Linked DNA regions of Mus musculus: region 2 is linked to region 1. A link is a contact called in public Hi-C data. All regions are on one chromosome and are shown on one strand. Each heading gives the region's core, a stretch centred on a gene start, on an enhancer-like site or on the middle of the called end of the contact. The rest is flanking DNA. Distances are from core to core; before and after follow the strand shown. Region 1 has its middle 16 kb from the start of Spz1. Region 2 overlaps Serinc5 (serine incorporator 5).

What was found. Hi-C and Micro-C count contacts between places; a contact is called where the count stands out from the background.
Region 2: a contact with region 1 is called in a Hi-C map of cortical neurons, with 1.9 times the contacts expected there. The contact joins two enhancer-like sites. A contact is called at or near these places in 1 of 15 datasets of contacts at CTCF or cohesin (large pre-B cells), 19 of 484 Hi-C or Micro-C datasets (CD4 T cells, the G1E-ER4 cell line, LSK cells and 13 more), 2 of 115 datasets of contacts at active chromatin or transcription factors (the NIH/3T3 cell line and double positive thymocytes) and 2 of 9 other capture datasets (adipose tissue and liver).

Annotation. Positions count from the first base shown.
Region 1 is chr13:92,589,046-92,595,868 of GRCm38.p6, reverse strand. No RefSeq gene overlaps it. Among named protein-coding and RNA genes, the nearest start is that of Spz1, 16 kb to the right of the region's middle. Within about 2 kb of position 2,703, at least 80 of the 459 cell types and tissues checked have an H3K27ac peak or open chromatin away from gene starts, as enhancers often do. A contact at or near this core is called in cortical neurons and granulosa cells, where this site is marked.
Region 2 is chr13:92,654,779-92,661,601 of GRCm38.p6, reverse strand. Serinc5 (serine incorporator 5) reads right to left here. Exons shown (of 12, transcript NM_172588.2): 2 at 417-584. Among named protein-coding and RNA genes, the nearest start is that of Serinc5, 47 kb to the right of the region's middle. Within about 2 kb of position 4,416, at least 53 of the 459 cell types and tissues checked have an H3K27ac peak or open chromatin away from gene starts, as enhancers often do. A contact at or near this core is called in cortical neurons and granulosa cells, where this site is marked.

The sequences.
Region 1 (6,823 bases), core at 1,454-3,953:
GCCACGAGAAAAACACTAGGCCTTCTGAGGTACAGCTCAGACAGTGGGGAGGCTTAGTGGAGACTGGCAAGGAGCTGCCTAGGAATGTCTCCTACCTCCTACCTCCTGCCAAGGACACTGAGTGGTCTAGTCAGAGCAGTGCTGGAGAGCTCACCCTGGTGGTACAGATAAGGGAAAGTCGACCAGCCCAGCTCTCACCAAGGCCCACATTCAGGTGCTTTCAATTGGCCCACTCCAAAATCTACATCATCTGTGAACTGTTGGGGGACTTGAAGGGGCCGGACCCACTAACCCAGGGCTTCAGGATGTCCAAGACCCAGGGCAACAACAGGATAACAGGGAAAAGTCCTGGGGAGGATCCAATATTGATGGTGTCACAGGAGCCAGAGACCTTGAACCGACCCAATGACTCATTGCAATAAACATTTGCAAGTGAAGATGTGTGGACAGAGGGGTGCACTGTGGGACACACTGTGACACGGTAAAGCTTCCATAATGAAATATTTTCTATGCTTTATTTTGTTTGTATGTTGTTTTTTTTTTTTCATTTTGGGGGATAAGGAGTTGGGGGCTGCAAGGGCAAAGGGCAGATACGATGGATGGGACTGGGGTGCATGATATGAAACTTGCAAAGAATCAATAAAGGTATTTTTTGTTTTGTTGCGTTGTGTTTTTTTGTCTAGAAAACAAAGGGTGGTACCTTGGCCTGTCTTCTGCATCTCTGGGTCACAGGAACTACTTCCAAGTCCAGAGGTGCTCCCTGCAGCCTCCTGATTATGTTGGACAGGAAGACTAACTCCTCTTACTGTGCCTTGCTTTTTATATACGAAGGTAGAAAAAAAAAATGGAATGTAACTCCACTAGTTCCTATGGCAAGAATTTTCATTTTCCTCTTGAAATTTTCAAGTTCAAATAATGAGCACAAGTAGGTTACCAAGGCATTGTGATGGTTATGTTATAAACAGGTTATAGCTAATTTTGACGACAGCCTGGTTAGGACTTAGAGCAGGTGATGTCAGTAAGGTAAGCGAAATTCCTTTGTACAATCGCAACAGTTCCATATGTTCAGAGCGCTGATGGCTCTGAGGCCCTAAAATGGCACTTTAAACTCTGCCTTGTGTTGTAGAGAGTCTCCCTTTAATCACATCACATTGTTAATTTGCTTGGCAAGTCCCCTGAGTGTAGACAGTACAAAGGGAAAGACTCAGGCAGTACTCCAGGGAACTCAGATGCCACATTAATGAAAGGGGAGGGAGCCGCTCAGCAGGCTTTTCAGCTCCATCCAGCCCCCCACCCCCCCACCAGGGAACATATTAATTTCAATTATTTAGTCCGTTCAGGTTAGAGTTAGGTCTGTTTCTGCTGCCAGCCATAAGGAGACGTCACTGAGATAGATGTACAAGGTGCGCTCTGGGTTTTAGTTTGTCTACACTCAGGTGTTTACAAATCCTTTAGAAGGGGATCCAATTAGCCTGACTCATTTTGTTTCTGTCCTTTTCTGAGTTGTTCTTACCCTCTGTTTATCATAAAGTCCAGAATCACACAGCTGTAATAGACAGACATCCTGTGAGTCAAAGGCAGACTGCCCCTGAGCAGCAATTTCCTTGACATTTACAAGGCTGTGAGAAAAGTCCTCAGATAATAGCCAGCCCGACTGTGTGACCTGACCTCGACCATTTGCAATCAAACTGCCCTGACTCTGCCTTTGTTCTGGTCCTGTGTGATCTAAGGCTGCTTTTGGCACCCCAAAGGGGCCTGGCACTTAGCTATGTCTTCCTGACAGCAAGGGGAATAAAGGTTTTTGGGGTTTTTTTTCCCTGTGATTCTTTGGGGATGAGTGGCTAAATCTCATCTGCTAGGATCCCCTGGCATCCCCAGAGTGACACATCTACCCTGGAATACAGTAGCATGTTGAATACACCTTTGCATCTTAAATTATGTAAGAAGTTTTCAAGCAGTGTATTGGAGAGTTGCCAGGCCTCAAATCCAAAGTCTTACAGATGCTAAGCACACTAACATTTATGCTACCTACTTACTACTGAGTATCTTCAGCTTCACTAAGATAAATATTGGGGGCTAAGGATGCAGTTCAATTGACGAAGTGCTCATTTAGCATGCATGAAGCCCTGGGTTTGATGTCCAGCCTGGTTAACATGAAATATATTTGTGTGACTTAGGGAAATAATAGTGCAGTTACTATACACGTTTACTATGAAATCTCAAAAAGCATTTCTAAAAGATGGTTCATTTCTGTTCTTCTACATACCAGGGAAATTTATTCTGCTTTGATTTTAAAATTCAATCCACAAAATATTCACTCTCCTGATTTCAAGTAAACACAGCTTATAGTTGAGGTTGTCAGAGTAAGGGAGACAAAGGCAATTTATACCTCCCTCCTGCCAAGAGCACAGCCTGTGGGCTGTAAGACTCTCAGCAGTTAGGATGTCCACACAAGATTTGTCTATCAAACATGCTCGGTTTATTCACAACAACATTCCTTATAGGAGCTGCTAACATAAAAGTTAAACAAGCAGGAGATGAATGGTTGTTTGGGCAGAAATGCTGCTGCAGGGTCCACTGGGGAATCCGGGGGAGGATGCTATCTATGGAAGCTTGCAGGCTCGGCCCACATCCTCTGTGAGGTTCTTCAGCTGTTGCTGGCAGGAAGATAGCGCGGATGGTGGTCTGGGAGGTCCTAAAGAGCACAGGCCAATAACTATCGCTGACAGACAGCCCTGTGTGGCCTCAGCAAGAGAGGTCACTGAAGCCAGGGCCACGCCCAGTCTCAAGTCCTCTTGGTGATGCTTATGAACACGAGCCAGAGGCGAGGTGTCTAAGGATCGTGACAGTGAGGTCCTACAGAATATTCCCATCGTTCCAATTTTTGTATCATTTCTTTGGTAGCCTTGCCACTCTTAGGGCTCACAGCCTGGCGGAGCCTGTTCACCAGCTCATCAACAGCCTGTTGGGGTTATCTCATTAGCATATCAGGGCCAGACCTGGGCTGAGCTCAGGTCTGAGCTGCTGGGTGGTCTGCCAGGGGCTTGCTTTTGGGGCCTAACTCTTATCAGAGCTGCCCAGTGACAAACTTATATCTTATATGCGTTACATTATTCCAAGTACACAAAATGACGTTTGAGTCATTCAAAATGGTCTTTAAATTATGTTTCTTACACTCCCTCTCTCCCAACCTCAACGTTCCTCACTAATGTACTTTAATTTCCTAAAAGCAGTACTAGAGGTCTGGGTCTATTTCTTTAATAATGGGCTTTTTTTTTCTTTTTTCTTTTTTTTTTCTTTTTCTTTTTTTTTTTTTTTTTTTTTACCTTGGCCTATCTTTTCAGATTACATTTCAACAAAGGCCCCCTGGTGTCTCTTTGAGTCATTATATTCACAGCATCTTTGAAGTATGAGGTCTTTGGAAGTGATTGGCTGGATCCGAACCACAGCCAGTTAGCTGCCTTCATGAAATCAATAGAAGGCTTTCTTTTGAGGATGTCTTTGTGAGAGACAAAAGGCAGAATTTCCTTCCTGGAAGGAAGGCAGTTCCATGAATTCTGTCTGTTTATTCGTAGTCAGGTTTCAGTTACTTAAGAACAGTTTAGGTCCATTTCTTCATATCTTCTTCTTCTTCTTCTTCTTCTTCTTCTTCTTCTTCTTCTTCTTCTTCTTGGTTTTTTGTTTTTTGTTTTTTTGTTTTTTGTTTTTTTGTTTTTTTTTTTTTTTTTTGAGATAAGGTTTCCCCATGTAGCCCTAGCCATCCTGGAACTCACTCTGTAGACCAGGCTGGCCTTAAACTCAAGATCCTCCTGCCTCTGCCTCCTGAGTGCTGCTCTAAGGGTATGTGCCACCACTACTGGCTTAGGTCCATTTTTTAGAAATGCTTTTAAAATAGATTCAGCTGGAGATTTTGTTTGTTTATAGACAGGGTCTCGTGTAGCTTGATGCTTATATAGCAAAGGACGACTTTGAACCCCTAGCCTATACATCCAATACCATGCCTAACCCAGAGTACTTATTTTAAATTGCTAAAGAAACAGATGATTTGGCTAGGGGGTGTGATTTACTTCATAGAGTGCATGCTTATATGCAAGATGTCCTAGGTTCAGTTCCCAGCATCGAACAAAACCTGGTATGGTGGTACATGTGTCTGGAATCCCACCAGGAGGAAGGTGGAGACAAGAAGATAATGAGTTCAAAGTCATGTTCAGCTACTTAGCAAATTCAAGTAAAGACTGAATCAAAACGGGGATACCACAGACTTTGTCTAAAAGAGAGAGAAAATGGTTAAAACAAAAACCTGGTCTACCCCCTCTCCCCCCCCTCCCCCCCCCAGCCTTGTCTTCTTTAGAACCGGTTCATTGATGCTCTCTGTAATCGTGACTGTCTTGGCAGCTCAGACAGCAACTTAGTTTCAGTCTGGTAGTGGAGACCATGTGTATGACCCCACTGTACTAGAGAGAAATGACTGAATGAGCTGCCATCTGTGTGAGCCACAGGGACTGAGGAAGACAATGTAAAATACTTTGTCCCATTCCTTTCTAAGCATTTAAAGCTCTTTGAATGGTGTAACATTTCTGGGTGGTAAGAAAGATTGTTGCAGCTTAATTGGTAATGTTTCTTCCTCATGAGCCTATAAAATAACGAACCCTACAATTAGGGGGTTTTAGATTCAGTGTCTGCAGCAGTGCCTCTTATGTCTTATATAAGACAGTCCGGAGCCTCAGCCATTCTGCTGTTCTTCGTTTTTCGGTGCCCTGCTGAGTTTAAACGTGCCAGCAAATTCTCCCTTCATGATTAATCCATACATATAAAAATGCCCGAGGCTTCCTTTGTCCCCAGATACATGAGTTTCTTTTTTAAAGAAATATTTATTTTACTTTACATGTATGAAATATGTACATGCATATGTGTATGTGCATCACATGCATGCCTGTTAGGTCCCTGAGAACTAGGGTTATATGAGCCACCATGTGAGCGGTAGGAATTAACACCCATGTCCTCTGCAAGACTAATGTGCTCTAACCACTGGGCCACTCTGCCCTTGCAACCTGTGTTCCTGTTCACAGTGAAAGGCTGGGCTGGGCGGATGGCTCAGTGGTTAAACAGTGAGGACTAGAATTGGATTCCACAGAACTCACATAAAATCCAGCCAAGGCATGGGGGCCATGTGTAAACCCAGCCTGCGAGAGGCAGAGACAGAGAGGTGATTCAACCCAGGACAAGATGGGAGCCAGAGGAGGTTATGACTGAGCTCTGGGATCAGTTGAGAGATCCTGACTCAGTAAATAAAGGAGCAAGCAATAAAGACAGCTGATGTCAACACTGGTCCTCTGTACACAGGGGCACTGGTACAGATATGCGCATGCACACACATGTGAACATGAGTGCACACACACACACACACACACACTCACCATTGTCACTTTTTCCTTAAATACACAGGGCAATTTTGATGCTAGCAGTCAGTGCAATTAATGCAATTAATGATGTTGTGTCTGAAAATTTCACATTTTTACTTAATTACTTCTTAAACTTAGCATAACAATCTAATGCCCACATTCATAATAACTGAATATTGGGCCTTTTTAAACATCCCATCTTTAAATAAATAATAATTTTATTTATAATAATGCAAATAATACATTATAAATTAAATAATGAAAAAAAGCTCATGGACTTATTCTGGTTCTTAGGATGTCTATAAAAATAGATTAAGTATTAGCATATTTATAATGATGCTAACCTGACTAGATTTAGTGTGCTACTTTTTCAAATAAGCTTTGTAGTTTATTTCTCTGAGTTTTACAGTATTCTGTGGAATATCTAGCACAATTATTCACATAACACTTTTTTTTTTTCTGGCAGAAGTGAAGCTTGCTCAGACAATTGCTTAGGGAAGCCCAGCTTTGCTAATTATGTTCTATAGTAGGTATTGTAGACAAATGAGTATATCTCTAGTTCCATTCTTTTAAGAAATAGCAGGAGATAACAAGTATTCTATAGAATATTTCTATTAATTTTTTAAGAATTTTATACATATATACAATGTACTTTGTTTAAGTTACCCCCTCATACCTTCCCTAACAAAAGATTAATTTATTAAAATATGTTAGTGTTGTTCTGGAAACAATGAGACCTAGGTATAAGGTGATAGTATTTATCGTGCCAGAACTGATATAAAAGTTTTAATAAAAAATAGACACTGCAAACTGAAGCACCATGGGAAAATTCTTGGAATGGCTGCCTCCCTCCCTCCCCTCTCCCAGCCCCCAAGGAAAGCAGGTCCTTTTACACAGTCAAGAGAAGCCCTAGCCTTATCTTCTGGGCCATTAGTAAGTGTTTTTTCAAATACAGGTCAAATACAGCTTGAGACAGTAAATTGTATAACCCAGTCAGTTGTCTTCCTGAGCCAAGCCATCTGGGCTGAAAACCAGCAGCCATTGGGAACTAGGTTCTAACTGTGTGCCAGCTCAAGTCACTGGGTCAGGCTCCAGGCATGTACAGCCCTTGACCCTTTTATTTGGGGCCTTTTGTTCCTGCAGTTGGCAAAACTCCACTTTTTAAGTTCAGTTTAGTATTTTTATCTTATTTCCACACCCCCTCTGAATATATTATGCTAAGCAAAGCACATCTAAGTAGTGCACACACCACACATACATACATACACATATGCATACACACACACTCATACACTCACACCCATGTTCATAAATATATACACATTAAAATATTCACACACACATACATTTACACACACTAACATACATGCATACACATATACACTTACACACATATACATATACATATAGACATGCACACA
Region 2 (6,823 bases), core at 3,167-5,666, 64 kb before region 1:
ATTTGAATACTCTGTCCCCAGCTGGCTGGTGGTGCTGTTTGAGATGTAGGTGGAGCTGAGGAGATGTAGATGGAGTGGCCCTGATGGAGAAAGTACAACACAGGGGTGGGGAGGCAGGCTAAATAAAAGGCCTTGCCCACTTCCATTCTGTTCTCTCTGCTTTGTGTTATGGTTCAGGTTGTGAGCTTTCAACTTCGTGCTGTCATGCCAACTACGTGCTGTCATGCCAAGCCGCCGTGATGGGCTCTTATCCCTCTGGAACCATAAGATGAAATAAACTCTTCCTTGTATAAGTTGCCTTGTTAGAATGTTTTATCACAGCAGCAGACAAGAAACAAGCCCCCAATCACAGTGATGTTGAACTCAGTCCTCTACATCAAGTTTCACATACAACTTATCAAAACCCACAGACTTACGTGGTCCTTCACCTGCTTCATCACAGAGGGTGTCATCATCACACAGCAGAGGGCGATGACCAGGATGAAGTAGAATAAATACATGAAGCGGGTGGTCCGAGACTGTCGGAACTTAGGGCAGCAGCCACAGCAGAGGGAGCAGCCAGCAGATCCGCAACAGCAGGCCAACTAGGAAAGACACAAACATCCCTTCAGAGTGTGCTACTGTGACACAGCAAGAAAACATGGAATACGAGCCTCTAAAACCACTGGAATTTGACGGGTGGGCAAGGAGTGTCCTGGTATTCATAACCCCCTTTAAACCACTCCTGAGTCTATACTTAATGCCATGACTCTTGGTGAGCCCCCTCCCCAGTCACTGTAGAGTGGAATCTGCCTGCCAGAAGTCAGCCACATGACACTGAAGATTGGGAATTTCAGGTCCCCGCTCTTTCCTCACAGAGGGAGAATGGTGGTTAAGTGGCCAATGGCTGATGACTGAATCAGTTATGATATACGCTGGCATCTTTACAAAAACCCTCATCAGTGGAATTCAGAATTTCAATGTCAGTAAGTACACGAAGAAGATATGCCCATTGCTGAACCCTAGGTGGAAAGTCTAAGAGCTCAGGCTTATACCCAATCAGATTGACTATGGGAGGTTCAGATTATGATCAGTCTTGGAAGTTGGGACAGTCTTGTGAGATGGTATCAAACCTGGGTAGTGTCAAATTTGAACTAAATTATAAGAGATCCAGTTGATATCATATACAAATCTACTACTTTACAAACATTGACCCTTTACAAACATTTTGGCTGGTGGCCTTCCCAGGCTACAAGGTGACTGTTCTATTGATCATCAGACCACGGGACATGAGAAGAGTCTGGTGCATGGCAGAGCTTGTTAGAACTAGTCAGATGCTGTCTCAAATGATGAGCACTAATAGCTTGGGAGACGGCCAGAAATAAACAGGAAAGGGACTTTCTCAGAAGTACACAGTCATTACACTTAAGAGCAAACAAAGGTTTCTGGGATCAGCTAAGAGCAAAAGCAACAGCTAAAACCTAGAAAAAATATTCCATTAAAGAAGAAGAACATGAAAAACAAGAACCTGGACCCAGCAATACAAATGTCCAACGAACACCTAGGGACACGCTGGGAGTTCTACTAAGTACTCCTTACACAAGTAAGGCTATCCTTGAAGAAGGGCATCAGTAAGCTCTTATGCAGGCACTGTTTATTTCTCAGTCTAGTGCCCCTTACAGCAGTCTTTCTAGGCTATTGAGTGCAGTATAGGCTCAGGGCAGAGACTCTTGATGTACCACTAGAGTATATACGTCTTTCACTTGGGGAAACTAGGTCACTGGGTCACATGGCCATGTGTACTGCACATGCATGTGGGTGGAGGCCAGGGGTCTGCACTGGATGCCGCTCCTGACACTTTTCCACTTTGTTTTTCAAGACAGAGTCTTCCTCTGAATGTGGACCTCATCCACTCACCCAGATGAGCTGGCCAGGAAGCCCATGGCGACTGGAACTACAGGGGTAGGCTGCCACACCCAGTTTTTTATGTGGGTCCCAGAAATCATATCAATTTCTCTTGCTTGTACAGCACATACTGAACCAATTCAACATTCTCTCTGCCCCCATTATTTGGGAAAACTAGATCTTCGATAAAACATAAGGCAGCAGGCTAGTAAGTGGATAGCAGCTCAGGAGAGAAATCAGCCTTTGTGGACTGTGAGTTAGACTCTGCCACCTAGAAATTAAGACTCGGTATCCCCACTTATAAAGTAACAGTGGGAACAGACGCTACATGTCCCTTATACGTTGCTGTGGTCGTTTGGAAGCCCCCTCAGCTGCAGCTGGTGTAAAGGAGATTTTACACAACAGAGCCTCTCTGAAAGGAATTGCCATAAACTGCAAACTACATCTGAATCTGTGAGTGCCAACACTGTTTTATATTGAACCTAAGCCCTAATAGTTCAATTTCTTGAAAATGATCTGGAAGTTTGGGAACTTTGCAAAGCTTCCAAACAAGCACGAGTTACAAGACTATATTATAAACATCATGTACAGTGAGACTAGGTAGCAGGGTGTGTTGAAAATACAGCAAATTATAACAATGTCATAGATCTCCGAAGTCTGGTCATATCACAAGCTTCCTTCCTTACTTCATGAAAGCACTGGTGTTGGAGTCTCTGCCCTTCAGGATGGCAACATGGCTTCAAATTCCTGCTAACGTCTTCTTAGCATCTAGCACTCAACTTTTCAAGCCATCTTACTCAAAAGGCTAAACAGGCCACCGCTTTTAACAAATTCTCCGTAGGCTGAGCCAACAGACAGAGCGTGCAAAGAGCGGTGCTACACGTGGTCTTTACCAGCATAGCTGCTGTTCCCTTTACATACAGACATCCTGTTGGCTGGTGTTTTGTTTTGGCCTCAAGCTCCTCCTCCCAAAGGCTGGGAATGCAGACATGCACCACCATAACGTTCTAGGATTGAACCCAAGGCCTTGTACAGGCAAAGCACTACCAACTCCATACCCTCAGGCCTCTTGGTCCCCACTGACATCTCTGATTTTATTGACTCTTTCCATATGTGTACAGATCTTCCTCTTTTTTAATTCTCTCTTCCCTCCACCCCACCCCCAAAACTAGCTTGATTCCCTGGCTCTCTCTCCTCTTTCCTAGCTTTTCTTTAAGCCACGTTGTCTCAGATAACCATATTCGCTGCATACCAAGTTCAGATGTGACAAAATACCCTATTAGGAAAGAAAATTCCTTTAGAAGCAGTTCACTAAAGTTTGAATCTTAAGTACTGCTCAAATGTGGCAAAAGACTGGCCCGGCCACATCCAACCTAAGACAGTGGTCGCTAACCTTCCTAACGCTGTGACCCCTTAACACACTTCCTCATGCTGTGGTGACCCCCCAACCACAAAATTATTTTTGTTGCTACTTCATAACTTTAATTTTGTCACTGCTATGAACCATAACCTGCTGTGTTTTCTGATGGTCTCAGGTAACCCCTATGAAAGGGTCACTTGGCCCATAAAGGGGGTCATGACCCAAATGTTGAAGATGTCTGACCTAAGTGCAAAGCTAGAGCAAGATCAGGTCACAGAAAGGCCTGGGAGGCCCTGGCTCTTCTGTCAGATGCTCCCCTCATGCTGTGCTGCCTGTCACTGGCCCAAAGCACAGGAATAGCCAATCACTTTCAAAACCCAGGCAGGATGTCTCATCCCTTTACAGGCCAACATCTCAGGCATTCAGAATGAGCTAGAAAGCTTCTAGCTAAGGATGGAACTGTACCACGGCAGAGTCGATGGTTAGGCTTACTATCTCCACAGATGGGAAAAGGAATGCATACAGATATTTAAATTTGTCTAAATGGTCACAGAAAGGATACGATTATGGAGAACACTAAAACGAAGCAGGTGGTTTAATTCATGTTTAAGTCATGTATCAATGTATGCACCGAGTTTGTCAAGCAGCACTATTTACTTGCAGTGCTTTGGTCCAGTGTAGAGAATCTACCTAGCATGTGCAGTGCCACAGGTCTAAAAACAGTACTGCCAAAACCCAGACATATGTACATTTATATGCGTGTACATATTGTATAAAGATTATAAAAATATTGCAATTCAACAATAGCCTTTCTCTACTATATCAAGAGTCACCCTTCAAAGCAAACTATACCAATAAACAAGGGAAGGCATGCATTGCCTTAAGCTAAATGCTGACAAATGTACTATGTGGACACTGCCAACAGAGTCTATAAAAGGAACGCTAGCATTCCAAGAAATTCTTACTCCACCTGCACTGACTGGCCACACTGTAGGGAGAACACAACTTAGGATATAATAGATTCATCCAGCCCCTGCCTCCAGAGTGTTATTACCCTGGCAGAACCTCCTCCAGTTCTTCACCTTAGAAAATTCCTGCTGGACAAACTCCAGGCTGTCACAAGCTTGGAGAGAAAAGCCACTGTCCTATTCCTGGCTCTACAGGGCATAAGCCTTTTGCCAAACAAGTCAGGCTTATAAAACAAACACAGGGTTTAGAGCACCAAGACTGAGCTGTAACGTAAACTAGGGACTTTGGGAAACCAAGGGGACATACAGACTCATGAGGTATAAACTGGTCTCTGTGCTGAGGGATGCTGTCCAAGAGAGAGCATGGTGACATGGCAAGACACTGATGTCATTAGGAAAGCTGATCCTGGGAGGACGCTGATCATCACATTAGATAATGATGACCGCAGGAGGAGGCTGGTCACCATGGGAGAAAGCCAGTCATCACTGGGGAGGGTACACTTCTGTGGGAACAGAGCATATGGAAAAAGTTTCTGTTTTTCTATTCAGTTTTGCTATGAGCTCAAAATTACTCTTTTAAAAAGCCTTTTGTTTAAGATAAAAATTAAAAATGAACAAAGCGGCGCTGTCCACCCTTGCCTCAGTAAATAGATGTTCAGTGAGTAATGTATGATGAAGTCATGTGGGTGGAAAACCCTCAAACAAAAGCACAAGCAACCCCAGGCCCTGGGCCACCATCACAAGCCACACGCTGAACTCAATCTCCTACCAGCGTCGTATCACCAAGAATTAAGGGGTATAATTTTCACTTTACTTTTTTCAATTTTATTTTTGAGAACATAATTACATCATTTCACACTTCGCTGTCCTCCCTCCAAACCTTCCCATATATGCCTCCTTACTCTTTCAAATTCATGGCTTCTGTTTTCATTACTGTTTTTACATGCATATAAGCATACACATATATAGTCCTAAAGATGAATAGGTGCCCTGCTCTTACTGTAAAGTGTTATTTGTGTGTGTGTTTTCAGGGCTGACCACTGGTATTAGATAACCAATGGTGTGCTCTTCCCCGGGGAACACTTTTCCTGCTTTGACATTCCTTAGTTGCCTGTAGCTCTTTGTATACCTTATAGGGTTGAGGCTTCATGAACTCCCCTCCATATAATTTTTATACTCTTCAGAGGGCATTACTTACAATTCTTCCAAGTTCATCCTGGCAGAATCACACCTATGAGCATCCCAAGACTTAGTTACAAACATCGAGAAAGCCTACAATCCATTTGCATTAGGCCTAATGTTAAAGTAATCGTGGGCTTTCTACACAATAGGATACTGTTTTGAAATGAGAAGGTTAATATTACTGAGCCTGTGTCTCCTTCAAAATTCACATGTTGAAGTACTAGTCTCTGGTACCCAAAAGTGTGACTTTATTTGGTCTTTAGAGGGTAGGGTTTTGAACAGGATCATTGGAACAGCCCTGAACACAGGGGCTTGTCAGAGTCACAGGGACTGCCATGTAAGAAGACTCTACAGGGGTCATTTAGAAGACAACTTGCCAAAATCTTACTCTGGGGCTTTTCACCTCTGGAAATGAGGCATTAGAGTTTTGTTTAAGCCATATGGGTGGTGATCTTGAATGTGGCAGCCCAGGGTAATGTGCTGACACAGGCTATCTATGCAGAGGTTTATACAGCCACATGCGAAGATACAAAACTACTAACATCAACTACCAGGAGACTGGACCTAGATATGGGGAGGGAACAGAAACATCTACTTAACACTCAAGTTTTTAGTGTGTGTGTGTTTCCTTTTTTTGCTTTATTTTGGGGGACAGGATCTTACGAATTCCTGGTTGGCCTCAAGCTCACTGTGTATCTGACAGATCTTGTACTCCTGACTCTTCTCCCAAGGGCAAGTTGGTGCCATACATGGCAAGTGGTCAGGTTTCTTTTCTTTTTAAAGAATAATACAGCACCCTGAGCTTCATGAGATCCAGTCAAAGGAAGGAGGGAAGGGGAAAAGGAAGGGGAAGGGGAAGAGAAAGGGGAAGAAAAGGGAGGAGGGAATGAAAATGAAGTGTTTAGAAAAGCAATGAGGTTCGAAGCTGTTTCTGTCAACAGATTTGCAAACGTGTATAGACATATGTCACTCTCTTCCCTTCTGAAGAACCTTCCTCTCCCCAATCACAACAGCGTCTCTGTCACTCCTGCCCCTTCTCACTGCCCCCCCTTCTCACTGCCCCCCCTTCTCACTGCCTCTCCTTCTCACTGCCTCTCCTTCTCACTGCCCCCCTTCTCACTGCCCCCCCTTCTCACTGCCTCTCCTTCTCACTGCCCCCCTTCTCACTGCCTCTCCTTCTCACTGCCCCCCTTCTCACTGCCTCTCCTTCTCACTGCCCCCCTTCTCACTGCCCCCCCTTCTCACTGCCCCCCTTCTCACTGCCCCCCCTTCTCACTGGCCCTCCTTCTCACTGCCCCCCTTCTCACTGCCCCCCTTCTCACTGCCTCTCCTTCTCACTGCCCCCCTCTCACTGCCCCCTTCTCACTGCCTCTCCTTCTCACTGCCTCTCCTTCTCACTGCCCCCCCTTCTCACTGCCCCCCCTTCTCA